Regions from separate parts of the Mus musculus genome. Here regions 1, 3, 4, 5, 6 and 7 are each linked to region 2. Evidence: chromatin contacts called from public Hi-C and promoter capture Hi-C data. All regions are on one chromosome and are shown on one strand. Each heading gives the region's core, a stretch centred on a gene start, on an enhancer-like site or on the middle of the called end of the contact. The rest is flanking DNA. Distances are from core to core; before and after follow the strand shown. Region 1 holds the start of 4833439L19Rik (RIKEN cDNA 4833439L19 gene). Region 2 holds the start of Cks2 (CDC28 protein kinase regulatory subunit 2). Region 3 holds the start of Wnk2 (WNK lysine deficient protein kinase 2). Region 4 holds the start of Faf2 (Fas associated factor family member 2). Region 5 holds the start of Phf2 (PHD finger protein 2). Region 6 overlaps Ninj1 (ninjurin 1). Region 7 holds the start of Fam120aos (family with sequence similarity 120A, opposite strand).

Evidence for each region. Promoter capture Hi-C pulls out the DNA fragments that hold promoters and counts their contacts. Hi-C and Micro-C count contacts between places; a contact is called where the count stands out from the background.
Region 1: a contact with region 2 is called in a promoter capture Hi-C map of liver, with 2.9 times the contacts expected there. The contact joins the promoter of 4833439L19Rik here to the promoter of Cks2 in region 2. A contact is called at or near these places in 2 of 39 promoter capture datasets (cranial neural crest and liver) and 1 of 115 datasets of contacts at active chromatin or transcription factors (astrocytes).
Region 3: a contact with region 2 is called in a promoter capture Hi-C map of stem cell-derived epiblast-like cells, with 4 times the contacts expected there. The contact joins the promoter of Wnk2 here to the promoter of Cks2 in region 2. A contact is called at or near these places in 4 of 39 promoter capture datasets (hippocampal neurons, liver, pre-B cells and 1 more).
Region 4: a promoter capture Hi-C map of erythroid cells shows a contact between it and region 2, with 8 times the contacts expected there. The contact joins the promoter of Faf2 here to the promoter of Cks2 in region 2. A contact is called at or near these places in 2 of 39 promoter capture datasets (erythroid cells and liver).
Region 5: a contact with region 2 is called in a promoter capture Hi-C map of liver, with 4 times the contacts expected there. The contact joins the promoter of Phf2 here to the promoter of Cks2 in region 2. A contact is called at or near these places in 3 of 39 promoter capture datasets (liver and pre-B cells).
Region 6: a contact with region 2 is called in a promoter capture Hi-C map of liver, with 6 times the contacts expected there. The contact joins the enhancer-like site here to the promoter of Cks2 in region 2. A contact is called at or near these places in 5 of 39 promoter capture datasets (hippocampal neurons, liver, neutrophils and 1 more).
Region 7: a Hi-C map of B cells shows a contact between it and region 2, with 5 read pairs. The contact joins the promoter of Fam120aos here to the promoter of Cks2 in region 2. A contact is called at or near these places in 1 of 39 promoter capture datasets (liver) and 1 of 484 Hi-C or Micro-C datasets (B cells).

The regions. Positions count from the first base shown.
Region 1 is chr13:54,563,904-54,567,742 of GRCm38.p6, forward strand. It overlaps 4833439L19Rik (RIKEN cDNA 4833439L19 gene), which reads right to left and starts at 1,479. Exons shown (of 9, transcript NM_133797.4): 1 at 1,279-1,479; 2 at 612-718; 3 at 282-369. The coding sequence starts at 309.
Region 2 is chr13:51,642,792-51,646,966 of GRCm38.p6, forward strand. Cks2 (CDC28 protein kinase regulatory subunit 2) reads left to right here and starts at 2,441. Exons shown (of 3, transcript NM_025415.3): 1 at 2,441-2,680. The coding sequence starts at 2,622. It overlaps Gm52049 (a long non-coding RNA gene), which reads left to right. Exons shown (of 3, transcript XR_003950639.1): 3 at 1-526.
Region 3 is chr13:49,146,780-49,150,985 of GRCm38.p6, forward strand. It overlaps Wnk2 (WNK lysine deficient protein kinase 2), which reads right to left and starts at 1,549. Exons shown (of 30, transcript NM_001290313.1): 1 at 983-1,549; 2 at 1-455. The coding sequence starts at 453.
Region 4 is chr13:54,619,608-54,623,348 of GRCm38.p6, forward strand. It overlaps Faf2 (Fas associated factor family member 2), which reads left to right and starts at 2,177. Exons shown (of 11, transcript NM_178397.3): 1 at 2,177-2,296. The coding sequence starts at 2,234.
Region 5 is chr13:48,868,503-48,872,166 of GRCm38.p6, forward strand. Phf2 (PHD finger protein 2) reads right to left here and starts at 2,383. Exons shown (of 22, transcript NM_011078.3): 1 at 2,166-2,383. The coding sequence starts at 2,263. Phf2os1 (a long non-coding RNA gene) reads left to right here and starts at 2,449. Exons shown (of 2, transcript XR_003950516.1): 1 at 2,449-2,701.
Region 6 is chr13:49,188,738-49,192,895 of GRCm38.p6, forward strand. The region is part of intron 1 of Ninj1 (ninjurin 1); the gene reads left to right. Among named protein-coding and RNA genes, the nearest start is that of Ninj1, 3.3 kb to the left of the region's middle. Within about 2 kb of position 2,339, at least 58 of the 459 cell types and tissues checked have an H3K27ac peak or open chromatin away from gene starts, as enhancers often do. A contact at or near this core is called in liver, where this site is marked.
Region 7 is chr13:48,965,650-48,969,453 of GRCm38.p6, forward strand. It overlaps Fam120aos (family with sequence similarity 120A, opposite strand), which reads left to right and starts at 2,463. Exons shown (of 2, transcript NR_015601.1): 1 at 2,463-2,955; 2 at 3,289-3,804. Fam120a (family with sequence similarity 120, member A) reads right to left here and starts at 2,411. Exons shown (of 18, transcript NM_001033268.3): 1 at 1,706-2,411. The coding sequence starts at 2,179.

The sequences.
Region 1 (3,839 bases), core at 229-2,728, 2.9 Mb after region 2:
ATCTCTGTGAATTCAAGGACAGCCTGGTCTAAATACAGAGTTTCAGGACAGCCAGAACCACACGGAGAAACCCTGTCTCTGGAAAAACAAACAAAAAGTGTTTACTCTTCACAAAAGACACTTATGGCAAGAGGCTGTAAGCCAAGGTCAGGGTGTATACCACGGCTGAGAAGGTGATGACCTAATACTAAAGAAGATCAGTACTAAGGATTCTGAGAAAATAAGCTCTCTGGGGGATGTGGGTGGGGGTACAGACTTAACCAATAAGAACTTAAGTTTACCAGGCACTTCTGGTTGTCTTGAAGCCATTGAAAGACAGGGATCCAGGTGTTTTTTTCTATACGTAATTCGGAGCTGAGTCCCTTCCACCTAATAAAAATAACATAGGGCATTTTCTTATGTTGCACAGCAGAGGGTCATTCCAGTGCTCTGACAGACACGCAGAGACTTATGGCTGGTAAGTAAGGTTGACACATACACACGCTAGAACCAATGAGTGACAAACACACCCCCGGAAGGATAAAGTCCACTAGTTTGCCAGTATCCTATGGCTGGCTCCTCTGAACACCCGAGAGGAGAAAGCCAAACCTCAGTTTAGACAGACACCTTACCACAGTGAAATGACGCCGGACTATGCAGACAGACAGATGTTAATGAGGAGCATTGCCCAGCTTCTGCAAATTAGCGAAGCTTCTGAGGAAGGGTCCATCCAGAGGCTCTAAGTAACAATAAACAAGCAAGGTTGGTACAGCGCCCCTAAGTCCACCGAACATCCGACCACTCCCCAGCCGGATTACATAGCAGCCTTTCCCCTTGGCAGAAATGAGCTATGCCAGCATAGAAGACCAACTCGGCATCACTAAAAGTCATCGCATTCTCACACAACCCTTGTCTTGAAAACAAACCCGCGGCGCTGCACAGCAGGCATTATTGGTCCAGATTTTTGTTCAAGTTCACTGCGGTCCTAGGGACATCCGCAAGCCAGACACACGCCCTTTCCCTCTCCCTTAGCGACCCCAAGCCCACGACTCTCTCGCAGGAGGTGCAAAACAAAGCCTCTGAGATGTGTAAAGCCAATCCCGACCTTCCCACGGTCCCACCCCTCAAGGCGAAGCCGGCTGGTTCGCAGCGAGCAGATGCTCCGAGGCTCACTGTGCGGGTCTTTCTGGTGTCCCTCGAGCCCCGCTAGGGTGGAACAGAGCCCCCCTCCAGGCCCCCCAGGCCGCGGCGCCCCGGAACTCAGGCTGCCCCCAGCTCCGCCAGGCCGCGGTCGGTTACCTGCTCGCCCGCCGCCTGCGGCCCGACTTCCCGCACTAAAGAGGCTCCGAGGCTCCAGATGGCCCAAGAGGCTGCTGGGCTGAACAGAGCAGAGCCATCGTGAGAGCGCGACGAACGCTCCCCTACGGAGGACAGTCGCCGGCCGGCAACCGAACCCCCAAACCACCCCGAGACTGTCGCAGGTCGCGCGAGACCTGACTCGAAGATCCGCGGGGCATGCTGGGAGTTGTAGTCCGAGATCTGAGCGTGCCTCCGTACCCACCACCACCGGAACACCTCCCTGTAGGTTGAACTCTAAAAGGGAATTCCACGGGGTTCCCAGAAAGGAGGTCACCTGTTTCCAGCACTTCCTCTGCGCTTTTTACTTGATTACAGAATTGTGGCACTTGGAGGCTGAGGCAGGAGCATTGCCTGAATCAAGGAGTGTGGTGGGGGCTGAGGATGAGAAGGGGGGAAAGAATGAAGATTGATGGCTGGAGATGGTTCAGTTAAAACAGTAATTACTGCACTTGCAGATGACCTGGGTTTGTTCCCAGCACCCAGGTTTGGTATCTCACAACCTCTTGTAGTACAGCTCCCAGGGTCTGCTGCCCTCTTCTGGCTCCCAAGGACACCGCAGTCGGTCTCCCATTCCCACATACTTGAATTTAAAGGGGGGAGACCCATCCCCCACTTTGCCAGACTCTCATTGCTTTATCAGGAAAGCAAGCTCAGGCAGCCTGTTAGCAGGTGGTGGCTTCTTGCAGGAAGCTGCAGATGTGGCACACAATAGACTTTACCTAGATTGGAAGACTCCACCCTAGGTGGGCTAGCCAACTGTGGCAGAAACAAAGTCTGATTCTGCCTGCTCAAGGCTGGGGGGAAGGGCACAGTTCAATGAACCATGAAGCCAGGTAGGCGCCTTCGTGGGTCGTGACCCACAGGTTAAGAACCACTACCATACCTCCCACACACAGAGAGGATCTGATAGTTAATCTTTCTCCCTTTAATTAGCAGTGGAGTCAGGCGGGCTCCACACTAGTACAGGACTAAATACAGGAGCATCCGCCTCCCCGGAAATGGATAATAACTATGAGAAAAGTGGACCTGGAGAGGTAGCCACTCAGAGGTCTCAAAAACACTTCCCTGCTCTGCTCCATGAGAGAAAGCTGAAAACACCCACACTCAACTCTGCTCCAAGTCCAAGGTTCACTGTCCGCTCAGGAAGAATCGGAGGGTGTTAAAAGATGGGAATACATTTGACTTTGCTTGCATTCTGTTAGGACCAAGACTGGGCCAGGAATTCATGTCTTCTGTAAGCTGTATACTTCATTTGTGAATAACACACTTGATTTGCAGTGTGACACTTGAAAAAGTATTCCCAGTGTTTTTACTTTACTGCTCCTGGGAGGAAAGGGTGCAGATCAATTCTCACATAAAAGGTTAAACATGGGGACGGAAGTGAAGGCTCCTCAATGGAGAACACTGGCTGCCGTTCCAAAGGACCCAGATTCAATTTCCAGCACCCATAGGACAGCTCACAGCTGCTTATCACTCTTCATCCAAGGGGTCCAATGCCCTTTTACAGCCTCAGCATGTGAATGACAGACAGGCACACATCTATGCAAGCAAAACAAACACAGGGCTGGAGAGATGGCTCAGTGGTTAAAAGGACTGACTACTGTTCCTAGAGGTCCTGAGTTCAATTCCCAGCAACCACATGGTGGCTCACAACCATCTGTAATGGGATCTGATGCCCTCTTCTGTTGTGTCTGAAGACAGTGACAGTGTATTCACATACATGAAATAAATAAATTCTTTAAAAAAAAAAAAGACAAACAAACACACACACATTTAAAAAACAAATCTTTTATAAGGTTAAAATGTCTTTTTTTAAAAACAAATGAAATATTTTGAAAATATCTTGTTTTAAGATTTATTTATTTATTTTATGTATGTGAGTACATGTGATTGGCTACTATTGCAACTGGTAGATCCTGAGAGAGAAACCGAGGCAGGACAACCAGGAGCAAGAGACCTCAGGTGGCAGTGAGCACATTGAGAACGGACTCTTAGGAGAGAGCTTCAGTGAGGCAGCTCATTTAATGGAGGGAATAAACGCTATTTAAACCTTCGAGGGGATGGAGGCTTTCAGGGTGAGTGAACATCATTGGCCAGGGCCAGGGTGCTAGGGATACCTCATTACCATGAGGAAGGATTCCAGGTGCTACTGTGCGGCTGGACATGACCTTATAATGGCTGTCTTAGTCAGGGTTTCTATTCCTGCACAAAACATCATGACCAAGAAGCAAGTTGGGAGGAGAGGGTTTATTCAGCTGACACATCCACATTACTGTTCGTCACCAAAGGAAGTCAGGACAGGAACTCACACAGGGCAGGAATCTGGAGGCAGGAGGTGATGCAGAGGCCATGGAGGGGTGCTTGCTGGCTTGCTTCCCCTGGCTTGCTCAGTTTGCTTTTTTACAGAACCCAGAACTACCAGCCCAGGGATGGCACCACCCCCAATGGGCTGGGCCCTCCCAGCCTTGATCACTAATTGAGAAAATGCCTTATAGCTGGAT
Region 2 (4,175 bases), core at 1,191-3,690:
AAGCTAACAGAGAAACCTTAAGGGACTACTTCTAATGTTTCTTGATAAGAATTATGTTAACATCGGTCTCTATGGATACTCTTCCCAGTTAAACTTTCCCCTTCTTATAATTTCTGAGTAGTATTAATCAGTGCCTGGTAGGTAGACTTATTGAGTTTGAATTATATGTATGTGAATTTTATTATTTTTCTGCATCTATTAGAATACTTTTTGCTTTATAGTACTTACTTACTTACTTACTTTAATCCCAAGTGCTGGGATTAAAGGCGTGGGCCACCACTGCCCAGCCTCTCATTTGTTTCTTGAGAACACAATCTCACTTTGTTAACTTTAGCTGACTGGTACTATGTAACCCAGAGAGACCTTGAACTCTTAGCAATCCTTTTGTCTTAGCCTCCTGACCTATGGGATAAGAGAGTGAGCCAACATGCCTGGCAACTGTCTTTCAAAATACATCTGCTATAAAGATTTCCTTTTCCTTTCCCAGATTATTTATCTAGGAATAGAGACGACGACTACTTCTTCTTCTTCTTCTTTTTTTTTTTTTTTTTTTTTTTTTGGTTTTTTGAGACAGGGTTTCTCTGTGTAGCCCTGGCTGTCCTGGAACTCACTCTGTAGACCAGGCTGGTCTCAAACTCAAGCCTCTGCCTCCCAAGTGCTGGGATTAAAGACTCGCGCCACCACGGCTGGCTGGTATATTTTTTAAGAACCTCATTATTGAGTATCCACCATGCACAGGGACTCTACTGTGCTCTAGACATGGATAATAAACAAAGTAAGTATGCTCTCTACATTCACTGCATGGAGAATAAATAGTGCAGGGAAACAATGTGTAAGCCAATGTCCGTTCTGGTGAGCAGGAGATCTAAAGGATTCCCTATCAGTGGAGACTTGGAAAGCAGGGCACTTTCTCTAGATCAGCTGTTCTCAATCTACTAGACTCCCATGGGAGCTGAGTATCAGAGATTTACAATTCATAACAGTGGCAAAATTATAGTTATGAAGTAGCAACAAAATATTATAAAGTTAAGGATCACCACTTGCATCAAAGGGCTGCAGCATCAGGAAGGTTGAGAACCACTGCTTAGATAGTAATTAAAGATCTTTCAGAACAGAACTCATACCTCCATATTATTTGTGTTATAGAGTGTATGCTTACATCCTCCTATTTACATGTTGAAATTTTAATCCCACCTGTTGTCTCACGTGATAATATCGGTAGGCAATTAGCACCTTTATTATTTTAGTGCTAAAAATAACTTTAAAGTTGTGCAAGAAGTCAGACGATCTTGTGTTCTCTTTAACTGAGGGCCAAGTGAAGTCGGGAAACCTGTCGTTAAAAGATTGCAGGCACCTGATTACCCAACTCTATAAAAAAATAAAATTGTAGTTACATGCTGACTTCCGTTTTTATTATTTTAGACAGGATCACACTTTGCTATCCTACCATCTGTTAAAGATATTAGGCTGAAGCTGGACGGTGATGGGGCATCCACTTTTAATCCCAGCACTGGGGAGGCAGGGGCAGGAGGATCGCTGAGTTTGAGGCCAGCTTGGTGTACAGAGCGAGTTCCAGGATAGCCAGGGCTACACAGAGAAACTCTGTCTCAAAAACAAAACAAAACAAAACAAAACAAAAAACAGCCGGGCGGTGGTGGCGCACGCCTTTAATCCCAGCATTTGGGAGGCAGAGGCAAATGGATTTCTGAGTTCGAGGCCAGCCTGGTTTACAGAGTGAGTTCCAGGACAGCCAGAGCTACACAGGAAAAGCCAGTCTCCGAAAAAACAAAAACCAAACCAAACTAAAAAAAAAAAAGGAGGAGGGAGGGGTGTTGACCTGGCATTGGAGTACAGGGATTAAAGGTGTGGGCCAGTACGCCCAGCTGCCGTGGGTTACTTTGTTATCCTAACAGCCACACCAGAGCAATTCATCCACTGCAACAAATCGCAAAAATATTAAAAGAAAAATGACACCTGCTCATTGTAGAAAATGGTTGTTATATGTAACTTGCTGCACGAAACCACGACTTAACACCCTTTCAACTTCCTTTTACATGAGCACATCTTTTTAAGATGGGACTAGCTCGCAGCCAAGCGTAATTAGCGTTGCCATCAGGGGCAGCGGAGGGCACCTTACCCTCTGGAACGCTCCGCAGCTGGACTTCCCTGACCACAGAGACCGCCCCCCAGGCGTCTCGTGCCGCTCCGGCCCCCAGAGCCCCGGATACCTCATCTCGTGTCCGCCCACCACCCAACGGTTCTGCCCCCAGGCACGTTCTAAACCACTGCGCACGCGCTGCGAGGCACTTAACGACTCGGCTCCGCCCTTCTCAATATCTCTTGGGGTCGCCGGGCGCTCCTCGCTGAATCGTTAGCCAATCCTTACTCCCGCCCTCGCAATCTTGCAACAGGCTTCTGATTGGTTACCTGTCCTCGAGGTCTGCGCGGAGCGTGATTGGTTGGTGGCTTCGCCCAATCGGCGGAGGGCTGTCGGATTCAAATCCAGAGCGTTGGGCCTGCGGTCGTTGGCCTCATTCGAGTCGTTGCGTCGGCCCTAGGCGGACGTAGAGCCCCTTGCGCCCGGTTTCCTGATCCCGCTTACTCCTCTGCGCGCCGGCAGGATGGCCCACAAGCAGATCTACTACTCAGACAAGTACTTCGATGAGCACTACGAGTACCGGTGAGGAGCGCCTGCGGAGGAGGGCCGCGCTGGGAGGTCAGACCTGGTGGTCGGGACTCGGACCCCCTTAGAGGCCTCCGTCCGTCCGGGCAGCCTTGCTTTGTGTAGTGTTGCGGGGATCGCAGGAGATGGGGAGTCGTTAGATGGGTGGGCAGCGCCTAGTCTGGGAGTTCACGACCGCAAACCGCACTGGCCCGGACTGGCCGGGAGGGGAAGTCCCCGGAAACGCACCCGACGGGCATTATCGAGTGTCTGATGGGTAACGGCTCCAGACGCTGTAACACGGGGCGTTGTTAAAGGGCTTCAAGATCAAATTGAAAACTCGAGATTGCCTTCGGAAGGATTGGGGTGGTGGTGGCTACGTTACCTTCAACTGCTAGTCCATATTGGCCACGTTTGGGGCTTTTGAGGAAGTTTTGAGTTTTAAATCCTGAGATGCGCAGGAAGGTAGTACCTACGTTAATATAATTAGCAAATGGGATTGTGGAAAGTAAGGGAGGATTGTAGTTAACTTTATTGTATCCCTTATGACTTGGGGTGTGGTTTCAAAGGCCTTTCCGTCGCTGGGTTCTTCTGGGTTGGGATTAGAGCGTTGCATTCTGGGACACAGTCAAGGACTCCAGGTGGGTAAAACCTGTTCCTCCCTTGGGCAAATAGTGACCTTGTTTTCTGTTTGCTGCCCTTTTAGGTTAGTGTCCAGAATGCTGTTTGAGGGATGAGACACTTTTTAAAAGAGTGGCTTCACCGCCCCACCCCCCATTCTCTCAGTCCGCTAGTGTAGAAGTCTTCACAGCCAGAAAACTTTTTCCAGGCTGTTTGACGATGCACTAATGCTATAAACTTGAATGTTCTTAAGTAGGGAAGTCTCATGGGTTTTTTTTTTCCCCCTTACTAAAAAATTTAAATACATAACAGTCTTTACATAGTAATTACAAACTTCACAATGGTAACCATGTGATAATTGGCTTAATATTTGGTCGTTATAGTAACTCAGAACTTGGTTTGGAAATATCCAAAAATGACCGAAAGTAATTGTACTGTCTTTCTAAATTAGGCAAATAATTATTTGGATGGAAATGTTTAGCATATGGGTTTATATACATTTCTTTAGTTGTCAAAGTGAGATAGTTTTAGTTTCTAAACTTGGAGTATATAAGTTGTGCGTGTTTTGGGGAGCAACTGCTGGTCTGTCTTAAGTATTTTACTCCAATATAAAGTAGGAGCTAGTTTATTACCCACTGGAATCCAGAGGTCAAAAAAAGTGTTTTATTTTGAAACATGAAGTGTTTAAGCTTGCTGTTCTGCCTTAGCAGTTGCTGAGATGGTGGGTGTGTTGCCACACTAGCTTGAGCTTAACTGACCAACCTTTACAAAAGAATTAGAGAGGTGCTCTTGACAGGGACTGTGTACTGGTGATATGACACAGAGGTGTGAGTCTAGGGTGTTTTGTTTATAGTAGAACTATGTGTGTTGGATAAAGTTCAAAACTTAGTGA
Region 3 (4,206 bases), core at 299-2,798, 2.5 Mb before region 2:
TGGGGCCGGCGCCTCTTCCTGCCTCGGGCCGCCGTCGGGGACCTGCGCGGCTGCGGCTGAGGCGGTGGTGGGATCTGGGCTGGGCTCCTGCGTGCCCGCTCGCTCCGGGCCAGGGTCCGAGGGGACACTCGGGGAGCCGGGAGGCGCAGCGGGCGCGGCGGGCGCGGGCGCGGCGGGGCGGCCCCGGGCGCGCTCCGCGATGAGCCGGCGCGTCTTGCAGAGTAGAAGCACCCTGCGCTGCAGAGGCTGTGGGGGCTGCGCGCTCGGCGTCTCGGCCGCCTCCAGGCCCGGCGGCTCCTCCTGGTCCGACTCCACCACGCTGCGCCGCAGGAAGCGCTGGGGCCCGAGCCGCGCCGCCCTCGCCCGCGGCTCCGCCATGCCCGCCGACCCCGTGCCGCGCCCGGCTTCCATCAGCGCGCCGGGGGCGTCTCGGCGGCCGCCATCGCCGTCCATCTCTGCGGGCCAAGGACACACGGACCCTGCGTGAGCGCCAGCCCCGCCGCACCTGCCTGGGCCGCGGGATGAGACAGCGCCGCCTCTGGGCCCGCGCCCTGCCCAGCCCCACCGCAGAAGTGACCTGCCGGGCGGTCCTCTGCGGGCTCCGGGGAGAGGGCTGCAGACCGGACCCCGAGGCGAGGATTGCAAGGGGATGCCCTGCTTCACTCAGCTCCGAGCCGGGAACACGGCCTGTCTCTAGCTGTCCCAGGGACTCCAGGAGGGACGACCTGCTAGGTGTCCCTGAGGGCTCAAAGGAGCTACAGAAGGGCTCGGGAGGCTGGAGAAAGGGGTCAAGGCCAGTACTGGAGCGACCCCGCTAGGCTATCCCGCGAGCGGGTGGGGAAGGGACAGGGAGGCCGGGGTAAAGGGAAGCACCGGACAGGAGCAGGCTCCACAAAGGACGCGGGCCCGGGGCGCGCGGGGAGGGGGCTGCGGCGGCGCGGCGCGCACACAAAGGCGGCGAACGGGAGAGCTCGATACTCACAGGGCGAGCGGGCGCTGTCCATGCCCGCAGCCCGGGGACCCGGGCGAGCGAGGAGGGCGAGGCCGCGCTCCGGGGCCAGAGTCCTCTCTCGGGGCCGCGTCGCGCTGGGGCGGGGTCCTGGCTGCAGCGGGGGTCGCCAGGCCGTTCTGCTCCTACGATGCTGCTCCCTCGGGCCGGGCCGCTGCGGGGCCGCGCTCCCGCGTGCTCCTGCCGGCTCCGCGCGCCTCCGCTCCCGCACCGGCTCCGAACTAGCGCGCGGGGAGGGCGGGGCTTCCGTTCGTCCCACCCTCCCCAAGACCGGAGCGCGGGGCGGGGCCTGACACGCCCACCTGGCTGCGGCTGAGCGCCGCCACCTGCGGGATGCTCCCCATGGCCTCCACCTGCGGCAAGGGTTCCAGGCCGGCGCCTGGCCCTGAAGCTCTTTGGAAGTGGTCCGCTGAACTGTGGGGCCTTGAGGGGCTCTATTTTCCCCGGAGGTGGCAGGCCACAGACAACGTGACTTAGCCAGAGAGCCAAATCCTGGAACCTATGCCAAGACAAAACAGACAACCTCAGGATATCCTAGGTGCCCAAGTATGGTTGCAAAATTGGAGTGTCTTCTGGGCCTTTCTGTACTGCCAGGATATGGGAAAACCTCACTATCATCCACGGACGTTGGTACCAGTAAGCGCTGTGTCCCTCTTTTCCATTAAGCAAATCCAGATCTCAAAGACAGATGTCCTTTTGCCCTGATCAGTAGCGTGGTGGCCCAAGCCTATAATCCCAACACCGGTGGGGGAGGGCTGTGGGGGGCAGAGGATACTTGATCCAGGAGTTGGGTCACGTGGCAATAAAGGAACCAGGAACCGTCTCAAAAATAAATGAAAAAAAAAAATAGAAAGGATTTCTCTGTCCTAAATCTCAGAGGTCCCAAGATGGAAACTGGAAAAGGTTTCCAGAAACCCCTTGACTTACCATATTGATTGCCATCTTTCCCCACCCTCAACCCCCTCAGGAGCTTCTCTCTCCACCCCCTGAGCTACTCAATTACCCCAGACAAGCCCTTGCCCCGGGCATCTCTGAACCTGACTGCAAGGGTCACAGAAGACTGACCTGATTTCTGAGCCCATGCCAGGCACCTGCACCTGGGCTCACCAGTTGTGATGCACATCATTGGGGTCACTTCACCTGAAGAAAACAGCGCAAAGGAAGTTACCAGCATGTTCTGATCTCTTTGCTCATCCTGATGGTATGGCACCCTGTCAAAGATGCAAGTTACAAATGTGAACCGATGGCCAGCGGCTGCTGGCCTTAGAGCCTTTGACACCAGCAACTCATAAGACAGAAAAGCCAACAGAGGCAACACATCCTTCACGATTAAAGGGAAGCAAATGCAGACAGAGCTGTTACCCAGTGACAGGGTTTCCCTGGCCCTGCTAGGGGCTGTCAGTGGATGCTGATACCAGTCAAAAGTAACTTTAAAAGGCTGATGTTCAAGTCACTTCCTAGCTGAGTTGGGTGGTAGCACACTGTCTCCTTAAAGGGGGAATGCTGGGACTACTTACGTTATGAAAACTGAGAGCCATGAAGTTAGGACTCCAACATATACCCCAGAGACCCAGGGGTTAAATTGTGTACTTGTCACTGGACTGGGCATTTGCCAGATGCCTGTTAATTTATATTATCTCATTTCTCATCTACCTTGGGAGTCAGGCATGAACGTAAAGCCCACTCAACCAGAAGCAGAGCGCAGGTGCCAGCTCTGTGGGTCTGAGTGTCTCTGGAGATGGGGATCCAAGCTGCACCTCCCAAGCTGGGGCAGAATGTGGGTGAGGACCATTACAACTTCACTAAGGAGGCTAAAGACCCCACCCAGTATTGCCTCTCCTAACCTGAGCCTGTAGAATGTAATTTCTCTTGGACAGGGTTTATCCAGCAAAGGCCCTCTGGGTCCTGGCACGTATATGGAAGCTATAATAGGCAGGGCCTGTGTAAGAGAAATCATGACAGAAGAGTCTCAGCATGCTAGTCTGACTGTCTCCCAACAGGACACAGTGACAGCCTGTGGCATATACCTGCTGAGTGACTAGTGATGAAAGCAGCCAGTCACTTACAACACCTAATCGAAGTGTGGTGGTGCATACCTATAACCCTATCACTCAGGAGGCAGAGGCCAGCCTGGGCTACCCAGTGAGACCTCAGCCATACCTACAGCTATTGCCCACACACATTCACACATGTTTGTGAAGAATTATGACCCTACCCACAAAACTGGGCACAGTCCAGGCTGAGACAGATCTCGGAGAGCCTGTGTCTGACTGGGCACCATGTTCTTTGTAACTAACTCCCTGGGTGTGTTTTCCCACAGCCCCACTTGCATAACCTATGGTGAACTCGCTCCCTATGCCAGCCCTTGGAGTCCACAGCTATGAAACTACCGGATAAGGCCATTGATCTCTTTGCAAGGAATCTCAGACTAGTATCACTAACAGGCCCTTGGAATTCCAACAGATGGAAACAAGGACTCCTTGGTATAGAATTTAGCAGCCAGGGACCCACTCTGTACCCTTCTTCAGGTCCCCGGACATCTCTGAGTCTGTCACCCTGATCCTAAACACTTCCCACTGCATGGCTAGATTTCCTAAGGCTCGCAAGCCAAGGCTGTGGGAGGATACTCTGCAAAAGCAACAACCCAAGGGCCTAGATGCAGCATCCTCTTCTGATGCTCAAGAGAACTGTATCCAAGGTTAACCTCCACTTGGAGATGAGGATGCAGAGGGTGAATCCAGGCAGCATTCCACCTTTAGTGGTTGCTCAAGATCCAAAAAAAGGAGGATAGTGACTCCTCTCTGCAGTTCTCATCTTAGCCTCCTCAGCCCTTCAGGTGACAAGACTCACCAAGGTCAGACACCTGAAGGGACATCTGCTCCATGCAGAGGACATGCAATTGGCTCACCTATGGATGGGTACAGCAGTCATGTCCTACTATCTCAGCACACAGTAAGTGCTCAACAGACATCGAGGAAAGGAAGGCAGATAGGAGGACAGGCCGGTCCTGCTGGCTAATGCCAGAGCCCACAAGGCCTTAATTAAAAAGAGGTGTCAGTATTGCCAGGGGAAAGCCTCACCAACCCCCAGGTACTGCTGTCAGGCACAGGTCTCAGCTTGCAGGTGTGCAGGCCTATCTAGAATTCAGGTCTAACACAGCCAGTTCTCATCACTAGTTTTCCCTGGGCCCACCTGGG
Region 4 (3,741 bases), core at 927-3,426, 3.0 Mb after region 2:
CTTCCTTCTTCTTCTTCTTCTCCTCCTCCTCCTCCTCCTTCTTCTTCTCCTCCTCCTCCTCCTCTCTTCCTCCTCCTCCTCCTCCTCCTCCTCCTCCTCTTCCTCCTTCTCCTTCTTCTCCCTATGAGACAGGTTCCTTTGTTTAGCCCTGGCTGTCCTGGAACTCACTGCATAGCCCAGGCTGGCCTCAAACTCAGCGATTCACCTGCCTCTGCCTCCTGAGTGCTCAGAGTTAAAGTTTGTACCCCCCACCTCCAGGCATTTTTTTATCTTTTAATAGATTTATTCTTTTTTATTTTTTAGATACATGAGTATTTGCCTGTGAGTATGTCTGTGCACCGCATGTGTGTCTGGGGGGCCTCAGCGGCCAGACGTGGTGTCGGATCCCCTGAAGGTGGAACTCCAGATGATTGTGATCCACCATGCAGGTGCCAGGAATGAAATCCAGGTCCCCTGCAAGAGCAATGAGTCCTTTAAATCACAGAGTCATTTAGTGTTTGCGTAGCTCCTGGATCCTAGAACCAATTTGCATTCATTACTAACTGTCCCCAGTTGTCCTCAGAGCTCCTCTAAACTCACCCCTGGCTATCCTGGAACTCACTCTGTAGACCAGGTTGGCCTCGAACTAAGAAATCTGCCTGCTTCTGCCTCCCAAGTGCTGGGATTAAAGGCGTGTGCCACCACCGCCTGGCAAACTTTTTTATTTTAAGTGCATTGTTGTTTTCCCTGCACCTATGAATGTCTGGAACTGGAGTTTTAGACTTTTTCGAGCTGCCATGTTGGTGCTGGGAACTGAACTTAAGTCCTCTGGAAGAATAGACAATGCTCTTAACTGCTGAGCCATCTCTCCAGTGCTAGAATTTTGTTTTGTTTTTGAGACTGGGTTTCCCCTGTGTAGCCCTGGCTGTTCTGGAACTTGATTTGTAGACCAGGCTGACCTGGAACTCAGGGATCCACCTGCCTCTACCAACTGAGTACTGGGATTAAAGGTATGTGCTGCCATGCCCTGCTATATACAGACTTTTTTTTTTTTTTTTGTCCACTCATCTACTGGTAGACACTTAGGCTGAGTCTATGATTTATTGTGCATATCAGTAAGTATGTGAATTACAGGTATGTCTATAGTAAACTGACTTTGACTCTTGGAAGTGTGCACCAGAACTGGTGTAGCTGGGTTGTATAACAGTTCTAACTAATTGTGAGGGGAGTCTTTATTCTGATTTCTGTAATGGATGAACTAATAATTTAGTTTCCCATCAGCAGAACATCACTTCTCCCTAGTATGGCTGCTATTAAAAAATTGCTCGTGTGGCTCACGTTTTTATTGGACAATATTAGGCTAAGAAGGGCCTAAAGGTTAGGAATAAAATGCACTCGGGGTGTGTGTGTGTGTGTGTGTGTGTGTGTGTGTTGTTCCTTTGATTGTTGTCGTTTTGACACACGGTCTCATTATGTAGTGCAGGTTGCTCTTGAGTTCAAGATCTTCAAGTCTTGGCCACCGCAGTGTGCCCAGGAAAAGGCAAAGGAGGAATGGGCAGGCTTTAAGTCAATCGCGTTCAACCAAAAGTAACAGAGTCTAGGTGGCTTGCTCCAGGATACCCTTCGTATGCAAGGAATCATACACACTTAAAGTCAAGTTTCCTTGACTCAGACCAACTATCTTATCTTTGGTCTGTCAAAGGGATGAAGGGCGAGTGGCCTGGGCATGAGGTTGGACGAGGTACAGAGCTGAGTGTCTGGGAAGCACCATTAACCTGGTTACAGACACTCCTAGCAAGAGACAACAAAGCCTCACCACTGTTTCCCCTAATAAGGCAGACCAACTTTATGAAAGGATTAAGTATCAAACTGGCGCTATTTCGTGAAAGCAATCGTTTCCTGAGAAATCTTCAAGAATATCGTAGATAATTTAAAAAAACGGTTAAGGAGCAGCCAAATTGCGGGACTCTCTCGAGCTCCTGGAGGTACACTGACCCTCTGGGGTCTGTCATCTTTTCATCAATTTTAGATCTTTGGGAGATAGATCGGCAGGGTCCTGAATTGTTCGGCCTAGACACGCGAACGTCGCCCTCTGGTGGCGAGATTCGGAAGGGGGCGGGGAGGGTGCCCGCGAGTTAGCGCGCGCAGACGCAGTTGAGTCCCGGCGGCGGTTCAGGCCGGAAGTGGTTACACCTGAGATCACTTCCGGCGGGTGACGGTGCGGACGGGTCAGGAGCGTAGAGGCGGCGGCAAAATGGCGGCGCCTGAGGAGCAGGATCTAACTCAGGAGCAGACCGAGAAGCTGCTGCAGTTTCAGGTAGCAGCGAGTTCTCGGTGCAGCCCAGGCCGCCGCGGGATGGGGAGTGGGACCCTAGAGGAGCGCAAAACCATCCTCAGGTTGGGGTTGGGACCAGTTTCAAACCCGCAGGCGGCCCCCTCCCCCCCAGACGCCAACTGCCCGGATTTCCCCGGCGCCCAACCTCTGTGGGTCCTCAGCCTTCCAGCCACCTCTGCTAGCCGGGCTCGACCACAGTGGGTCAGCTGCCTTGATTTCCCGTAGCGTCGCTGGTCTGCAATCCTTGCCGGCCTGATTAACCCGCCAGACCCTCTCCGCCCATCGATTGGTGGGGATGTGCTAGAGATAACTCAGATCCCCAATCGCAGAGTTGGCATCAGCTTGCAGGGCTGGACCGCAGACCACCACCATCCCATGTTATTCACCGACGCTTGCTGGGGGTCTCTCGGTGGTCCCTAGGGCTCGTGTTGGGTGGTTGTAGTGGGGAAAAGAAGCGCCCACACACAGACCTGGCACCTGCCCTAGAAATGTGGGAGGACGCCTCTGGAGGAAACAATGTAACATGAAGTATCATCGAAGGCCTCTGACTGGATTTGTTGCCCTTCGGCTTGCTCCTGAACGGCTGACTCTGCTTGAGGAGGGTGGCAACCTGCAGGACCCGCCCCATTAAGTGGATGTTTCTGGTTTTGTTTTGTTTTGTTTTAAAAAAAAAAAGGCTCTAAGCACTTTAATCAGGTGGAGGGTCTGGTGGGAGGATGCCACCCGGGTGGTGGTAACCATGGCATTAGCCGTATCCTTAGTTCTTACATATAACTTCAAAATGTCTATTCCCTTGCGGATGTTTTAGGAGGTAAACTGAGTTTATGGGTGTTACACGGTATTTAGAAGACTTTGGGGCCGGGCAGTGGTGGCGCACGCCTTTAATCCCAGTACTCGGGAGGCAGAGGCAGGGGGATTTCTGAGTTCGAGGCCAGCCTGGTCTACAGAGTGAGTTCCAGGACAGCCAGGGCTACACAGAGAAACCCTGTCTCGAAAAAACAAAAAACAAAAAAAAAAAAAACAAAAAAAAAAAAAGAAGAAGAAGACAACTTTGTAAACTGTAAAATGTGCCTAAACAGTTGTTACTATTAATAATCATTTTCCAGATAAATTGAAGTCAATAGAACTCATTTTCTAATAGGAAATGTGCTAAATATTGATTTTTTTTAGCACTTTTTATGCTAAGCCTTAATGCCAGACACCGCCCACTAAATATTTGTGATGTCGTGAGAACTTGACTAAAGCATGTTAGCTTTTTGAATGCACAGCCCTAAAGGGTCCATACTGTAACAGGCCCTGTCTTACAGATGGCTATGAATTGTAAGAAGTAGCATCAGTGGGTGTGGCCTGAGACTATAATCTCAGTTTTGCTGAGTTTGAGGCCAGCCTTTTCCAAACAAAAAGGGAACGGCTTACTTAGGTTACTC
Region 5 (3,664 bases), core at 1,133-3,632, 2.8 Mb before region 2:
TTCAGTAAGTCTTGTTTCCTCAAGATCAAAAGTGTAAAATCTGACAAGCTGTTCAGACGTGAGGTAAAATGTAAACTCGGAGGGAATTAACAATCCAGGTGCTACATAGCTCTGACGAGAACCATCAGGGGTCTTCCAAGAATAACTGGAGGGGGAGAGACACACAGGGAGCTGACCACACGCCTTCCACTCTTGAACAAGAGAGACTTGAGAGGGGCCCAGGGATCTGGTCCAGGCTACAGGAGCAGGAAGAGGCCCCAGCCTTTCCCTCCCTGCCTGACCTCAGGCCCCAACCCTTGATCCTGCACAAAGCTAGGGAGAGCTCTAGCCCCAGGAAGAGGGGTAACTCATGGTGCACTGGAGCTTAAGAAACCACCTGCTGTGAAGGGTCCCTTTTACTGCCCACAGACCCAAATACATGCAAATGTAGCTGTGCTAATCAACTGCCTGTCTCAGAGCAAATCAAAATCCTCAGAGAAACAGTAAGGTGACTAGACCTCCAAAACCAAAGCAAACAATAAACAACAAACCTCTTCCAGCATCAAGACTCATTATCTCACCCCCCCACCCCCTTCTCTGCCTCGGCAGCAGCCCAGCTGACAGGTAACCAGAGGTGCTATAGGTCTTGGATTGAGACAGGAAGAAGGGGTGCCACCACTCTCAGGGCTACTCAAGTCCAGATTCCCAGCGTTTCTGGATTTGGAGAGGCCTCCGGGCTATCACCCACTGTGATCTGGCCACAAACCCTTCGAGATGGATGCCAGTTGGTGGCTGTTTATAGTGGCCCTGTTTTGGAGCAGAGCCCAGGGGTCACACAACTCTGAGTGCTCTCCACAACCCTAGATATTTGGGGGAGGCAACACAAGATACTCGAGGGATTCCAGTGAGCCATACAGGACCACCCCTCGTAAGGCCAGCCAGGTTGCCCTACAAGAGTGGGCCTCTGTCCCAGGGCCTACAGATGTGAGAAGGCCCATCAAATCCTGGCCACCTAGCTCCCAACACTTAAAGATGACTAGACCAGAGACCACAGCTCTTTTTCAAGACTCCCTAAAGATCCTGGATGTGAGATATCAGAAGGGTCTTCTCTCTAGAAGGAAGGTCAGGGACGGTCCAGAACCACACACCGTTCTCTCCCTCCAGCCTGCTACTCGCTGTTAAAAACTCACACCCAGGGGACAGACAGACCTGTCCAGCTTCAGGCCAGCCCTCTTGAGGCCCAAGCACATCCCACAGGCAAAGTCAAACACAAGAGAACCTGTTGGAGCAGTTTAAGCAGGATGATCACCTCTTTCTCCTCCTCTTACTTCTAAGTAGGAAGGGACTTAGGCTCTTAAAAAGTAGACACAAGGCCAGGTCATGGCCACCGGCAAGGGCCCAGAGGGCGGGTTTAGTATCTCCAAGCTTACCTCTTTCCCTCCTCCCCATCTTCCTTAAAGAGCATAAGGTCATGTCAAAACTGGGGTTCCTCTGCCTGAAGCAGAGAGGAGGGAAATGGGGAGCCGAGCAGGCCAGGAAATGAGCGGCCAAGCCACAACACCCCCACCCCAACACACAGACACTCACGTCGGTCTGTCACTGCACTCCCGCCTAGGCCCGCAGGCCGGCCCGAGCCAGTAGGCACGCGGGGTCCCCGGTGGGGTCCTGCCCGCCAGGACACAGTCCCGAGGGGGTTCCCGGGATCCAGCACAGACGGGGGGCACTGGCCGCTACCTCGCTACCGTTCCCCCGGTCCACCCGAGCCCTGCCAGCTCCGGAGCCCGCCAGTCGCGCCTCTCGGGGGACCCGCGCCGGGCCGCGCGCCCGCCTCTCCCGGCCCGGCCGCCCCGAGCCCGCGCGGGGAAAGTTCCTGCAACTTCGCAGGGGGCTGGCGGCGGGGGCCCCGGGCCTGGGCCTCGTCCGGCTCCTGGCCTCCGCGGCCACTGCGGCCCCGCTGTCAGACGACCGGGTCCCAGCCCCATCGCGGCCGGAGCCCCAACTTCCCCGCGCCCCTCGCCCGCCCCGGCCACGGGCCTCGCTTTGTGCGCGGCGGCCGTACGCCCCCGCCCTGGGCACAAAAGGGCGCGCGGCCCGGCGGCCGAACGCGGCTGCGGTGCCCGGCGGGGCCCGGGGCGCGCGACCAGGGCGCGGGGCTCGGTGGGCCGGGCGGGCCGCGGCGCGCTCACCTGCCGTGGAACCAGTCCTTGCAGGCATCGCACTCGATCATAAAGCGGGTAACGTCGTAGGGCAGCCGGCAGACGCAGTACACGGGCACCGTCGCCATGTTGCCGCGCCGCCGCTCGCCCCGCCGCTGCGCTGCCCGGGTCGGGCCGGGCCGGGCCGGGGGCCGCGCGGCGAGGGCGGCGGGGGCGGCGGGCGCGGGCGCCGCGGCCGGAGCGGACGGGGCCGGGGGCGCTCGGCAGGGCCCGCGCGCGCGCTCGCGGCCGGGCGCGTCCACACAATGCCGGCGCGGGCTGCTGGGGCCGCGCCGGGAGCCGCCCGCCGGGCCGCGGGGCGCAGGGCTGAGAGTGCGCGGGGGGCCCGGCCGCGCGCGGGACACAAAGCGAATGGACGCGCGGGGGCGGCGGGCGGGGAGCCGCGGCCCCACCGAAGGGACCCCCGGCCGCCGAGCGGCCGCTACGTCAGCGCCCCGGGTGGCGCCGCCTCCGCCCGCCGGCCTGGGCCCCGCTCCCGCCGCCGGGAAGGCGGGCCGCGGTAGAAGGTGGGCCGCGGGCCTGGGGGAGCCAGCAGCCGGGCTCGGGGGCACCCCGCGGGAGAGGGTGGCCCCGGGACTCCCAGGGAGACGAGCCGCGGAGCCCCCTGCCCCCGACTACGTGAACACAGTTCGCACAGCCCTGCCTTAGCCAGAAGCAACTCCTTGGCCTTAACTTTCTTCTGACCCCGAAGTGGGATGGACAGGGGGATCTTCCTCCTCTTCCTGGGCCCGGCAGCCTCCCTCCCATCCCGAACTGCGACTGAGTTGCTGGCTTTTGAATAACCTCCCCTTCCCCTTCTTTCTAGCTGGGGGCTGCCTTGCTTCCTCGTACGATCCGGTGAACTTTCCCGATGCTCCGGCAAAAGTCAGGGGACCCGAGAGTGAACTGTTTGTTGTAGGACACAGCTTACCTGGGATTGGTGCCGCCCAGGACCCCTTATTACAACCCATAGACCCACAGACCTTAGGAGCGGAGGACAGTCCAGTGAGTCGCAACTGAGCCACAGGACTGCTGGGGAAGACAAGGGGTTATGTTGTCGCTCTCGCCCCTGCAGTCTTGCTCTGAACTGGCTCCCTGGTCTCACCTGTCCTGCTTAGAGCTTTTTTGTTGGTTGGTTGGTTGGTTGTTTGGTTGGTTGGTGAGATATGAATGAGGGTCCTTCTCTGTCCCCTACCCAGGTCGACCCTGATGAGCAGGGCCATATATTTAGGAAGAAAGCTGTCTGCTAGATCTGCTTCCCCTTTGCCTGTCCCCACACAATACGTGGAGATGCTAGTCTCTGCAGATACATTCCAGAGTTTCAGACCTCTGCTTACCTTGACAAGGCAGAGTCCCAGTTATCCCTGCCCAGAGTGCGGCTGCCAATCAGCTCCATTGCTGGCAACTCAGAGGATAGCCTGTTATGGAATCTGCCCTCAACCAACCCCCACCCTTCCCAAATAGGTAAACCCAGGGCCACAAATCAGGAT
Region 6 (4,158 bases), core at 1,089-3,588, 2.5 Mb before region 2:
ATAAAGAACCAGTGATCTCTAGGCCTTTAAGGACAAGGGATGCAAATCAGGAACAGGTGGGCCCGTGGTTCAGCTGCGGATTTGAAGGGAAACTGGCTGTCTCTGAGCAGCAGCCTCCCCCTTCAGCTCTGCAGACAGCTGGATCAGCTGTGCCTCCCAAGAGAATTCTGAGCACAGACACAGGAGAGATTGGGTTGGATTGCTCAGGGGTCACTGTCTTGGCTCTGGGAACAAGGAGAGAGATATTCCACCCCCTCCCCCGCCATTTCTTTGAAGAGCCAACTAGGAGAATGAAATCAACTAAATTAGGTTCTCAAGGGTATGCAGGGTTCCTGCCTGCCTGCCTGCCTGCCTGCCTGCCTGCCTGCCATAGTGGTTAGTAGGGAGCAAAGAGGTCAGAGAAGGCTCCCTGTGTGGTGGAGGTGTTTGCACTGGCTTAGGGGAGGGACAGATCTGGCCCTTTGGTGTGAGTGGAAGAGGTCAGGGGAACAGTACAAGTGGAGACCAGAGGCTCGTTACTGAGACTGTACAGGGTTGGGTGGGAGGGAGATTTTTGTCTAGAGTCTCTGGGGACACAGGATGCTTCTCTGAGGTGTGGCTAACTTTGAAGGCTGCCCTGCTCAATGCCTGGTCCCCCTTCCCAACCTCAGGCTCCTACCTCCCAACTTTCTAAGGTGTGTCGTGTCAGCATTCTGTGCCTCAGTTTATCATCTACGAAGTGGCATCATAGTAAGTGCCTCTGCTAAGTGAAAACTATATGGCTGACATAAAGGAAATGCTTGCGGCAGAGCGCAGTACGTGGCGGCGTTAGCTATGGAGACACTCTCCATGGTCTCATGGTGGCATCCATAGAAGTTTGGGAAGGACAACACTGTCCCCAGGATGAGAACCCAAGGGAGCCTCGGTTTCCCCTCTGGAAAAAGGGGTGCCACTACCTCCCAGGTAGTTGAGGCCCCGCAGAGCCACCCTGGTTGGTTCCTGTCAAGTGTAACACTGGGGAAGCTCTGCCCACACCCCTCCAGATGCTAGGTTCCCCAGAGCCGGTTAGCTAAAGGCCCTGTTAGTGTTCACAGCCTGATCCAGTTTTGGTGAGTTAGCTCACTGTCACCTGGCCCCTGAGAAACAGTAAACACCAGTTAAACGTGGAAATGCCATACTCCTACCACGACGCTGGGGACAGCTTCATGTTAGACACAGCCAGAGGGAGGTGGCTGGGATGGAACTGGACCATAACCCTGTGGCACCTGCCCTGCTTTCTTGCTCCTCAGGGAACGCAGGCTGAGGGAGCTACGGCCATATCTCAGGTCTCTAGGTCATGGCACGTCCTGCACACTGGCCTCAGCTACCAGGAAAAGCTTTCCTATTTTCCCCTCTTCTGCTTGCCTGGCAGATCCTGGGCAGTCAGGATCTTAGCCAAGTTCTAAAGGCCACCCTAGTGGGCCTCCAGGTCACTCCTGGTCAGCTCTGACCCACAGGAAGTGAGTCTGCCCAGCCCGTGGCCCAGCTGCTGTGGGGACCCCGCCTCCCGTGTTTCCTGCTGTCTCACTGGGGTTTCCTGCCGGGAATATATGTGTGAAATCAGGAGAAACTTCAGTCTTGCTTCTTGGGCTCCCGGGGCATAGGTAATGCGGGCTGGGGCACTGAAGGCTGGCACAGGTGGCTTTCTGCTGGATCTAGCTTAGGGGTGGGTATGCAGCTACTGCATCCATACCTTGGTAACCCCTACTGCCTACTGGTGTTTGACAGGGCCTCTGAACAGTCCAGGCTGGGTCATCCAGGATTTATCTAGACTTGGACCTTTGGGTCACCTAGGACAACATTTTGGCTAATGGAAGACCTGTTCTTGGATTGGCCTTTCTTTCCTTGTCTTTGTTCCTGTCCTGGTATTGCTCAGTGACTAAAGTTATCAGGGAGAGCCAGACACTGAGAGTAAAGGAACATTTTGACCCTGCCACTTGATGTGAGCTGCTGAGCCCTGCCTTACAAAGTTCCCTGCGTTCTCCTGTCTTTTTCCTGATAAGCAGTCACCTCGATGGCCGTTGGTGTGATCAGATTGGGAATGGTGGCACCCTGCTCTGTGCTGAAGATGATGGGCACAGATTCCCACTGTGCTGTGACTAAGCCTTAGGTGCCCACTCCCTTCTCATGCTCTGGGCAGTCAGGTGACCCTAGGCCTCATGACGAGGCCCTCATAAGTGCAGCCCCCTGTATGGGCTGACTAACCCACGATGTTCCTTCCTGGGTTTTAGAGGAAAATAGTCCGTTCTCAGCTGCTGCTGAGATTTCAGGGAACTCCCGCCTGCCCTGGTACATATTAACCAGCGTGTTTTCTCCCTGATCTGCCCAGGTCACTGGCACAAGCCTGGAAGAGTTTCCTAGCATGATCAGGCAGCTAGTTAGGCCCACAGGGCTCCCTGATCTGTGGTTGAGTGGCCCAGACACCCTTGGATCAATCCTACTGTGCATCCCAGGAGAGGCCTATGGGGCGGTCACCAGCATGGCTCAGGATCAGACCCTGGAGGTATCCTGCAATGCCCCCTCCCCCAGCCTCTGTGTACTGATCCCTAGTAGAGTAATGTATCCTATTATTCAGTTTCAGACAAGCTTCCCAGAGGGCAGCCCCAGATACAAAGGAGGGGAGACAGGCAGCAAGCATGTGGGGACACAGAGCCAGGCTGTGGAGAGGTAGAGTTTAACACCATTTAATAGCCAGCCTGCTTTGCCTTTGGGCCTGTCCCTCAGCCTGAGGCCCATATCACCATCTTACAGGCTAAAGGTAAGCAGGTGGCTGATGAGTTGTAGCCCCTGTTGGTCCCAAGGGCTCTGAGTCACCTCAGGGTATTAATTCCACAAGCTCTGTGACTTATCGAGACACTGAGGCTAAGACTAGCTGTCCTGAACTAAGACAGATAGCCCCCTGAGATCTCAGTCCCTTCAGAGTCTCCGCTACCGGGGCTCTGAGCCCCAAAGTGTAAATTCACATTGCAGCCTGGCCCCTGCTTGCTGTATGGCTTTGGGAGGAGCTTATGGAGAGATTCAGTTTGCTCCCTGAGTGAGGCCAGCAGGGGCACAGGCGTTGGTGACTAAGAGTTCTGAGAGCAGGGGGTGAGGGTAGGGGCATGCGGTAGATCATTCATGTTGCTGTTCCTTGTGACCCTGTGGTCAGGAGGCCTTTAAGTGGTTCAGAAGCAAAAGAAACTCTTCCTGCTGCCCAGCGGCCAGCAAGCTCAGCCTTGTGGTCTCATTTCACCCATTGCAGACCTCTGCTCCAGCAACTGAGCTAACAAAAGTTCCACTTTTTGTGTTTGTGTGTGCATGCATGCATGTGTAGGCCTGTTTATCTGTCTGTGCTTATGTGTTATACGTATGTGTTGTGTGACACATGGGCATGCATACACACACAGTACTCATGTGCATCCATGCGCGTGTAAACTTCTGCAACACATACAACTACATATACACGTGAAATTATATACAAATGTCCATACCCATACACACACACACACACACACACACACACACACACGGAATGTGCTCCTGAGTAAGAATTTTGACCCCAGTGAGTTTGCTATTCAAAGGGCAGCGTCTATTGAAAGCTGGTGATTTGTCTGTCCTAACTCAGGCTCGGGTAGCAGAGCCCGCCTGTGCCTGCCTTCTTGAACACATGACTTCAGAAGCAGTTTCATGTTAGCGATACACTGTCAGTTCAGTGGCACCTGCTTTAGGCTTTCTGGCCTGCAGAAAATATTCATGTGAGTTAGGTGGACGCCTTCCCCACAGCCCTACAGCACTACATCCATTCCCTGCATCTTTCATGAGTCTAGAAACAGGATCTTTCAGGGTGGCCCCAGGTGGCTGGCTGCCAACAGCAGGCCCTGGCCACCTCTTTCAGCTCCGTGCCCTCTCCCTGGAGGCTACGGTGCAGGGCTCGATGGCTCAGGGCAGCAGTGGACAATGGGCTAAGCCTAGGTTCGGTGAGATTTTCTTAGGTAGCTGAGAAGGGGCCCGACCAGGGCATCTTGAGAGAGCCGACTGTCTCGGTGGGAAGAGGAAACCAGCCATTTAAAGGTACCTTAGAAGGAAGCAGGCCAGCCAGAGAAGTGACCTCTCATGACAGAAGAGGGCCAGGTCCAACCAGGGGAATCAAGGACAGTAGCC
Region 7 (3,804 bases), core at 1,213-3,712, 2.7 Mb before region 2:
TTTCCCCCTCTGAGAGCCCCAGGCTACAGAGAAAAAGTGAGAGGCACACACTGCCTCTCACACGAACTCCCTAAGAAATGTCAGGCTGTGTATCTGCCATATTCCTGGGCCAATCACCAGGCATCCAGCCACCCCCACCCACACACTTAAACACAACTTCACCAATTGCAACAGGACCCTGGGTGGGACTTCCGCAATCATTTTAGGCTTAACTACCACCATCACCACTGCCAGCAGGGATGGTCAGGAAGAGGGAGACATGCTAAAAGTTGTAACTCAAGCTCAGTTTCCAAAGAAAAGAGCAAGTTGGAAGACAGTAGCAAGTCTTAAAAACTCAAACAGCCTCACCCCTCCCCAAAGAAGTGTTTAAAAAAAAAATCATGAAAATGCAAAGCTATTCAAAGTTGAGGATCAGTTAGGTGCTCGGCTCTCAATCAACCTCGGAGCCCTTAAGTTCTCTGGCCCAATTCTGGCTGCAGAACCTTCTGCCAACGGGACAGCAGAGGGCTAACATGTGGAGCTCTCCCTCCTTACCCACCAATCAGGGCTAGTGAAGGTCACTCAACACTTCCTGTGCAGCAGAAAAACAGCTCTCACAAGCTCCTGCCTATGCCAAACGACCCCCAAATTCTTCTTCCTGGTCCTAATTGCTACCTTCATAGTAGACATACAGAACTGAACCACTTTAAAACTCAGAGAACTGACAAGAGCCCATCTCATCAAATTCACAGTACCATGAAATCTAAAACCAAAACGTTACCATAGACAATTTCTCCAAACATCTCATTTTCAAAGGTAGAAGAGCAGGGCATCTGCCTTGAGAATTAAGAGATCAGCCCTGGTTTATAACAAGGTTCCTTCCTCTCCCACAGCTTTGGAGGCTCTGTTTTCAGCTTCCTGTGCCTAAGGTCCTGGCAATATACTCTCATTATTTATTCTCCAGACTTCCAAGATAAACCTGTTGCTGGGAAAGAGTGGGTTAATTTCGACAGATGGGTATATGCTTAAGGATAAGGCCAGTGGGTAGCCTGTCGGCCTCTCAGGGGAGGAGAAAGACTGAGGATGTGGGAGACGACACCACCGATCCCACTTTGGGTGAGGGTCTATCCACCAGCCTCAAGTGTCATATGAACAAGTCTATGGGCCCACAGAGGCCAGAGAGTAGGGAGGAATGTGGTGGGTAGACTTCAACCACACCAGGCCTAAAGGCCCGGGCATCCATCTTGCTCTAGGGCCCCTCTGCCTAGCTTGCATCAAGCCTGGGCATGGTGACACGCTATGTCCCGAGAGGGGCCCTGAGAGACACTGAAGCCTGCTGAGGCCTTCCACGGGCAGGGGCACCCAGGACTCACTCTGGGCTAGGCTGGGCTTCCCGGAACTAGTTCAGCGCTGACAGTGACCTAAGAGACCTCCCAAGTCCAACCCAAATCCAAGCCCAAAAAGACCCTAGGCCAAGCCCCAAACCCCTGGGCCAAGGAACCTCAGACTCAACTCTGATCGCTACCCAAGCAATCCCAGGCCCAGCCCGAAGCGCGAAGAGGCCTGTAGCCCAACTGTGACTCCTGTCCAAGTGACCCCAGACCCCAACCCTGACCCAAACCCGAAGGGAATCGGTCCAAAGGGCACCAGGCCCGATCCTGACTCAGGCCCAAAGAGACCCCAGCCCCAGCCCTGGGAGACCCCGGCGAACCGGCTGCAGCCGCACCTTGACGTGGAAGCGGATGAGCGCCAGGCGGATGCAGTGGGCCATACAGACCGGAGGCAGGAACCAGACCTTGGGCGGTGGCGTGCCCTTGTTCTGGACATGGCTGACGATCTGCTGCGCTGTCTGGCGCTCGTTGCCCTGCCGCTTGACCCACTCGTGCAGCCGGGCCTTCTCGAGCGCGCCATTGAAGAAGACGAAGAGCTCGATGTTGCCTCCGAAGCAGGCCTTGGCCAGAGCCGCCAGGTAGCCGAGCATGTGGTTCCACTGGCCGCCGCTCACCCAGTCGGTGTAGAAGCCACCGTACAGGCGATGCAGGCAGTTGTCGGCATCCACCAGCAGGCGCAGCGGGGTCTGCGGGGGCCGCTGCCGCCCGCCGCCCACCAGGCTGCCCCGGGCCAGCTTCTGCAGCTCCACCGGCACCACGGCGCTCGGACAGTGCTTCTCGATGTAGTCCTGGAAGCCCTGCACGCCCATGGCGGCGGCGGCGGGGCGCGCGCGCGCGGGCGGCGGCGGGGCCGGCGGCGGCGGGGCTGGGGGCGGCAGGGCCGTGGCGCGGCCGGCGGGCGCGGGCAGCCTCAGGGCTGGCTGGGGCTGGCCGGGGGCGCGCTCACGGCCGCCGCGGCCGCCATGTGCTGCCGCCTCCCAGGGCCATGTCTGGGGAGGGACCTGCGCCGCCGCCGCGCTCTGCGAGGCCGAGGCCGAAGCTGGGCCGGGCGGGGCGGCGCTGACGTCGGGCCCGCCCGCGCGGACGCGGGAGGCGGAAGAGGCGGCGCCGGGGCCGCGGCCGGGCTCCCGGGGCGGCGGCGGCGGGGCGGAGAAGGCGGAGCGCTACTCGGCTTGTCGGGCCCTTTAGGGGGCCGCAGCCGGGCGGGTTCGGGGAGGCGCCTGGGCCCGTGCAGGCCGCGCCCGGAGGCCGCGGCCTCCGAGGCTGGCTCCGCCCCGCTCGCGGCTGCGGGCCCGGTAGGCGTGGCCGGCAGCCAGCGCTCCTCCTCCGCCGCGTGTGTCGCGCGGCGGGGTTAGGGGGAGCCTGGAGCCCGGGAGCGCGAGCCGCGGAGGAGGACGGCGGCGACAAGATGGCGTCGCTCCCGGGACGGGACGGCGGCTTCACGGCCTGGTGTCGGGACCCGGCTGAGGAGACTCCCCGAGAGGGGCAAGCCTCCCCGGCGTGCGCCGCCCTCCGGAGACGAGCGGACGTGCGCTGCCTCCAGGGGCTCGGGCTGCGAGGGTCCGGCTAAACCCAGGCGCCGACGGTACGTATGCTGAGCCAGGACCAAACGTTCTGAAGGAGAAGCTGTCCGCTGGGGACCTGGGCACGTAGCTCAGTTGGCACAGTGCTTGTCTGGGATCTTCGATCGCCCAGGGTTCGATTCCCGCGTGTTGCTTAGGCCGTAATCCCAGCATTCTGAAGTGGAGAGTAGAGGATCAGAGAAGTTCAAGGTCATTCCATCCAATTGGAAGCCAGCCTGGGCTACATGAAACCCGCCTCCCGCTCCCCCTTCCCCCAAGAAAAAGGAGCGGTTTTTTTTGTTTGTTTTGTTTTGTTTTTTTGCTTACCTTCAATTTTTCATCTGTTCTTTTTCTAGACAAGCCGCTGCTGGAGCGGGGTGCACTGGACACAGGAGTGACCCATCCATCGCACAGAACACCAAGTTCATGCAGACTCAAAGCCCCCCATCAGAGTCTTCGAGAATAGGCAAACTGAATTCTATAGTTTCTTTTAATTTTTTTTTCTTTTAAAGACTATTTTTATTCTTTGACAGTTTCATGCGTGTATACAATGAACTGTGATCATAACACCCCATTCTTCCACCAATCTCAAACACAGGCTCCTGTGATGTAGACAGATGAAATGCGCTTAGGGCCTTGATGGATTTTCCTTAATTTTTTTAAACCCGATACGTTATGCCACTTATGTATAAAATTAGTGATGAGGCCACTAGTCCGCCTAGCTGAGTAGAAAACTTAATCCCAGAGTAAGTAATTCCATGTCATTTAGAAATTAAGATTACACTTAAAGCCTCACTAAATAATAACATCCCCCAAAATAATCAAGTTTTATGTAATTCACAGCTAGTATACAAGATTGCACATGAATCACT